2 separate regions of the Mus musculus genome follow, and region 1 is linked to region 2. Evidence: chromatin contacts called from public Hi-C data. All regions are on one chromosome and are shown on one strand. Each heading gives the region's core, a stretch centred on a gene start, on an enhancer-like site or on the middle of the called end of the contact. The rest is flanking DNA. Distances are from core to core; before and after follow the strand shown. Region 1 overlaps Asb7 (ankyrin repeat and SOCS box-containing 7). Region 2 overlaps Lrrk1 (leucine-rich repeat kinase 1).

What was found. Hi-C and Micro-C count contacts between places; a contact is called where the count stands out from the background.
Region 1: a contact with region 2 is called in a Hi-C map of embryonic fibroblasts, with 3 times the contacts expected there. The contact joins two enhancer-like sites. A contact is called at or near these places in 4 of 15 datasets of contacts at CTCF or cohesin (the NIH/3T3 cell line, embryonic stem cells, large pre-B cells and 1 more), 5 of 484 Hi-C or Micro-C datasets (LSK cells, embryonic fibroblasts and embryonic stem cells), 6 of 115 datasets of contacts at active chromatin or transcription factors (bone marrow-derived dendritic cells, embryonic basal ganglia, embryonic stem cells and 1 more) and 2 of 9 other capture datasets (adipose tissue and embryonic stem cells).

Annotation. Positions count from the first base shown.
Region 1 is chr7:66,652,167-66,655,097 of GRCm38.p6, forward strand. All of the region lies in intron 5 of Asb7 (ankyrin repeat and SOCS box-containing 7), which reads right to left. Among named protein-coding and RNA genes, the nearest start is that of Asb7, 36 kb to the right of the region's middle. Within about 2 kb of position 1,670, at least 56 of the 459 cell types and tissues checked have an H3K27ac peak or open chromatin away from gene starts, as enhancers often do. A contact at or near this core is called in embryonic fibroblasts, where this site is marked.
Region 2 is chr7:66,338,500-66,341,199 of GRCm38.p6, forward strand. All of the region lies in intron 3 of Lrrk1 (leucine-rich repeat kinase 1), which reads right to left. Among named protein-coding and RNA genes, the nearest start is that of Mir7057, 42 kb to the right of the region's middle. Within about 2 kb of position 1,317, at least 74 of the 459 cell types and tissues checked have an H3K27ac peak or open chromatin away from gene starts, as enhancers often do. A contact at or near this core is called in embryonic fibroblasts, where this site is marked.

The sequences.
Region 1 (2,931 bases), core at 420-2,919, 310 kb after region 2:
TACAGTATCAGCTTTCTGGCATAAATTTATTGGTTACATTTTCCTCAGGTGGCTGAGCACTGGTGGTCTGAATGAGACGCCCTCCATAATCTTGGGCACAGAAATGCTTGGTCTCCAGTGGGTGGCACTCTTTGGGGTGCCTTAGGAGGTGTGGCCTTGCTGGAGGAAGTATGTCACTGGAGGTGGGCTTTGGGAGTTTAAAGCCATTCCTTTTGCTAGTTCACGCTGCCTGGTGCTTGTGGCTGCTGCTTCCTGTTCCTGCTGCCACGCCTTTGCTCTGCCCTTCAGCCTCTCATCCTTTCTTCTAGACATGCCTTGTCATGGTGTTTTATCACAGTGACTGAGAAGTAACAGAGTCAGGCAAAAGTGATCCGTGGTTTTCTCTCAAATGTCAAGGCATCTATAGGTACCAACCCTGACAGTAGGGATTTATAAACACCTCAAGAAGGTATGGAAGAAGAGCCTTTCAGGTTAGTGAGAAGAGAGGGATTTATTTAAAAGGATGGTCTCTGTGTCAAAGAACCTAAGATGTGGTGTTATCTAAATGACCACAGTGTTCATTTTTAATATGTTAACAGTAGAAACTCCTGTAAGGCTCTAAAGTAGATGATCTGGCAAAAGTTTCCAATTCACTAGGGAAAAAAAAAATGTAAAGACCCTTAGTTAAAACGAGTCACATGAATTCTCCACATAGAGAGTATACTTATAATAGGTCATCCCATAAAATAACAACAGAAGCACTAGGAATGAGCATAGTAGGTCAGGACGGTTGTCATCTAGGCTGTGTGTGTGGTGAAGCCACGGCATACTACTCTGGGCTGAATTTAGCTCAGAAAGCCACAGCCTGTTTGACGTCCTTAAATTTTAAAACACTGAGAGGCCATGCCTTTTGTTAGCCTGCATTTTTAAAAGGTGTGTGTGTGTGTGTGCATGTGTATGTATGACGTGAGGTGTGTGTGTGTCTGTGTTGGTGGTGCCAGGGATTGAACCCAGGGCCCCTTGCACACTAAGCACTTACTCTACTACAGAGCTTCAAAACCAAGTCTCCCCTGGCCCCCAGGCCTCAAAGGGTTTTTTCTCTTTTTTTCTTCATTTTTACTTTTAGTCTCAAGTCTTATTTCTGTAAACATAGTACTTTGTGTGTGTGTTTTAATAACATAGTACTTGACTACTACTGAAATCTAAACAAAAAAATATTTCTGGTTACTTCGATATTTATAAAACAATATTTTTAAACATCTGTGATTAATGTTCCAGCAAGCAACTATCCTAAGCACTTGACAGAGTAAGTCTCCTGTGAAACAGTTTACACAACTCAATTCCCAGCCTCTTCAGCTTTCCCTTTCAGCATTATGAGCTATTTAATTCCTTAAAACACACAAATCCAAATCCCCCGGGCCTGCCTTTTACACAGCACTGAAGGTGTGCTGACAGTGACTCTAGGTTTTGCACGATGCTTCTGAGACACAGGCAACTGCCCCAGTCAATGTCTCAGTGAACCCGCGGACGTCCAGACCAGCCGTGGAGCAGGCCACTGGAAGAAGGCCACGCCAGCAAGGTGATGGGTGGTTCATTTACTCGGGGACCTGGCATGTCTGACATGTTCTGTGCATGACTAGTCTCTGAAAACTGCCTTCAGGATCCAACATACTAAAATTCCCAACTGATAGGATCACTAATCCTGAGTCAGCAAAGCCACAATTTTATAAATGTCAGTCAGGAAGGAGGGGTCTCTCCAGAGCCAAAGCCATACGCAGGCAAGTGTGAGGCAAGCTTTCAACTTACCCAGATTTTTTAATCAAAAATACATTAACGATTCTTCAAATTCTCAAACACCAGGCTGAGAGGATACCTTTAAAACCCCTGAATGTAGGGCTGGCATGTGGCATAGTGATGGTAACCGTGGACCAATTACTGAGTATGCCCACTGCCCTGGCGTTGATCTTTAGCACTGAAAATGTGGAAATTCCACAGTGCTCAGTCGCCTTGCTTAGCTGGCGGATGGATGCCTCTGTACCTTTACAGTGGGAAACTCTCAGAGAACTTTTGCTTCTGCTGATTATACTGCTCTATAGTTACCATACTCAGAAAACTACACATTTCAGAAACATTTTGACTTGCTTAAAAATAACAATGATCAGTTTATCAGCTGACGTAATTTTTATGAAAACAAATAAAAACCAGAGTCACTTTCAGAACAAGGTGGCTGCAAAGAGAGGGCTGTTGCTCCTTTCCTGCAAATGTCTGCCTTCCATCTGCTCTGAACTTCCGAGTGCTAGCCTGGCACACTGTGCTAGCCTGATGCAGTGTGCTAGCCTGGTGCACTGTGCCGGCCTGGCACACTGTGCTAGCCTGATGCAGTGTGCTAGCCCCGAGGCTAGCTTCACTCAAATATGTTGCTAGGAAAGCAAGGAGTACTTAGAACAGCCTTTTCCAGCTAACCTTGGATCCTCTATGAACCTGTCGTAAAATGAGACAAGGAGCTTTTTTCTTTTTCAATTTGATGTGTGTGTGTGTGTGTGTGTGTGTGTGTGTGTGTGTGTGTGTGTGTTGCATACATATGAAGTGCATGTGTGTGCAGAGGCCAGTAGTAAATACTGTCTTCCTCAACTGCTCCTTCACCTTATTTTTTGAGGCAGGGTCTCTCACTAAAGCTGGAGGTCAGCGACTGGCTGGGAGCTGGCCCGGAAGCCCCAGGGATCCTCCTGTCTTCACTCGCCTGCTGCTGGGGTTACAAAAGCATGCTACCATGGCCAGCATGTTATCTGGGTGCTGCTTATCCAAACTGATGTCTCCATGCTTGCTTGGCAAACACTACCAGCTCAGCCGTCTCCCCAGTCCCAACGGTGGCACAGAATCTGAAATACATTGATGAACTTTCTGTACGTTTAGATTATAGTCCATTGGTGTATCTTAAACTTCTAGTGGATC
Region 2 (2,700 bases), core at 67-2,566:
AAAGTACTATTTTCAGTAATTTTAAAATCAGTTTAGATAGCATTGAAATTTTACCTTTATTAGATAATTGCCTTGTTTTTAAAAATCCCCTCTTTCTATATTAAGAGCTGTATTAAGCGATGGTTCCGTTTGCTTCAACTGTCAAATACAACTCGAGGGACAAAGAATGAACTAACAGCCTATTCTGTGTGCTTGTGCTTTGTTCTCACCAGGCTCCTAATTCCCAACAGCCCTTGCTTGGTTCGTCCTTTAGGTATAGCTGCTCCGTTAGGGACACCTTCCTTCCAGACGTTAGTTCTCTCATCTCCATCATTCCAGAATGTATTCATTTTCTCTTCCTTCTTGAGGGGTATTCTCCAGGCCATGGGGCTTTAAGTTGACCCCTCTCCTTCGTTAGTGCTTTGTGTCACTTCCCCTGGATCCTTGGTGTCTGACAATGTCGTTCAAATTGTTCCCCCCCCCCAAGGAAACATATCTCCTTCTCCCTCTTCCTCTCCCTCTCTCTCTCTCCTCCCCCCAGAGCTTCAGAGCTTTCAATAGTTTTGGTTTTGTTTCTTTTGTTTTTATGGTGGCTTGAGTATGATATGTGGGGAGCACTGGTCACTGACATCGCTCCTGTCGGGGACCTTCTTGCTTCTCCACTCTGCTGGCTTTGTCTTCTCTGCTTTGGAGGAGTTTTCAGTTTCCTAAATTAGGGTTCAGTGCGTTTCCTTCCACTCCTTGTGGACTCTGAGAGCATGAGTTCAGCTAAAATTCTTACCTCCTCTGGGGCTCTTTCAATCTCTTGCTCCTTCCTCACTCCCTCTCCCCCTTCCTCTTCCCCTTTCTTCTCTACCCTTTCCCTTCTCCATCTCTCCCTCTCCCCTCCCTTTCCTTTCTTCCTTCCTCCATCCCCATCTCTCCCTTTTCTCGTTCTCTTCTCCTTCCTCTCCTCTCCCCTCCCCATATCTCGCCCTCTTTCTTCCCATCTCTCCCCCTTCTTTTCCATCTCCCCTTCTCCCATCTCTCCTCCTCCCTGTGTCTTCCTTTTTCCCTTCCCTCTCATTCTCCCCTTCCCTCCTTCTCAATCTATCAGGGTATAGATTCTTTCTTCTGTCTTCTCTATTCTAGACTTGAGTCTGTCTACAAAAGAAACCTTCAGCTATTGTATTTTAGAGATTCTAAAATTTCCATTTCATCCCCCTTTGCTCCTCCATGACACTCCTTCTTTGGTGACTCCTGCTGTTTACTTTTGCTTTAAGCATGCTCGTGTTTGCTCGCAGGAGTGTTTGGTCTGTTTTAGAGGTCTTGTCTGAGCTTCCAAACGTCTGACTCATCCAGCTGCGGACACTGTGGCTGCCCTGTTCTCTCTGAGTGATATTTTTCTGTTTCCTGAGGAGAGTGTGTTTATTAGGATCTGGTGATTAGTGAAAATGTATTTTAGGAACGGGATCCTATTCAAGTCCTGGGCTTGGACTCTGCTAACTCTGGTGGGTGAACAGTTGTGTGGATTAATCACTCCTGGGAAAACAGGAACTACTCAGAATTAGATGGGACAAGGGGAATGGACTCCTGGGTCCTGTTGGGCAGGAAGGTCTTTCATGCTCCTTAGGTCTCCAGTGAAAGCAGTGTGTGTGTGTGTGTGTGTGTGTGTGTGTGTGTATGTTGGGGGGATGGTTATTATATTACCACCTAGTGCCTGAGTGCTGATTAACGTCCCAGCTCCCAGCAGACTTCTTGGATGACTGGGACAACTTTTACAGCCTGGCTGGGTTAGAGCCTCTCCACCTGGCCTTGGCAGGAGTGTGATGGGGAAGGGCTGCAGACACTGCTATGGTGTGGCTGGGCGTTGCCTATAGACTGTTTTTTCATGCTGCCCTTGCCTAGTGCTCTGCCTTCCCTTAGAGCTTCTTTGTCTGTGTCCATTTGTTTCTGAGTCGCCAGCTTCTTGTTGTTCTATCAGGGATGCAACGAAGGTGAGAGGGACCCCCCAGAGGTGCAACACCCCCCCCCAGCTCTGACCACACTAGCAGGTCTTTTCTCTCTCACTTGAAAATGTCCACTGCAGTGCATGCAGCATTGCTGTGTACGGAATGTGCAGGGTTCTCAGCTGCACCGAGAGAGGAATGCTGAGACGCACACCAGTTCCACCAGCTTCTCTTCAGTTTTTAAAATCACGCCTAATTGTTTTTATTTTTTATATGCACTAGTACATGACTTTCTTCTGCATGCCTGCATCCATTCGTCCTTCTTAATAGAAGTTACCGGCTTATTTACTGAAACTATATTGGAGAGCTTTTCAAATTGTGTTGAGCTGTTATCTGACGCTTTGGGAATTCTTCATAGCATCCTACAGCCAGGGAACACTGGGGATTACATCACCTTGTGGACCCAACAGTTGGGCCATCTCGCACACATAGGTGTGGCCCCGAGAATTCATAACCAGAGCAATATCAAATGTCCTCTTCACGGTGCTCATTGTCTCCCAATCTCTGACTTTTCTGAGAATTGGCTAGAGGCTTAAAAATGGAATCATTTCTAACATTAAATTAAATGATTAAGCCTAGGCTAACCAAAGTAATGCAAACAAAGTATTGATGAAGGGTTTCCACGGTAACATTCAATTCTTATTCCCCGTGAGCTGTTGGCAGGAGGGTAATTTTGGGTTTGCTTTTTAGCCAATGGTTTGGCATACGTCATGTATGAAAGTGTCAAAACAAA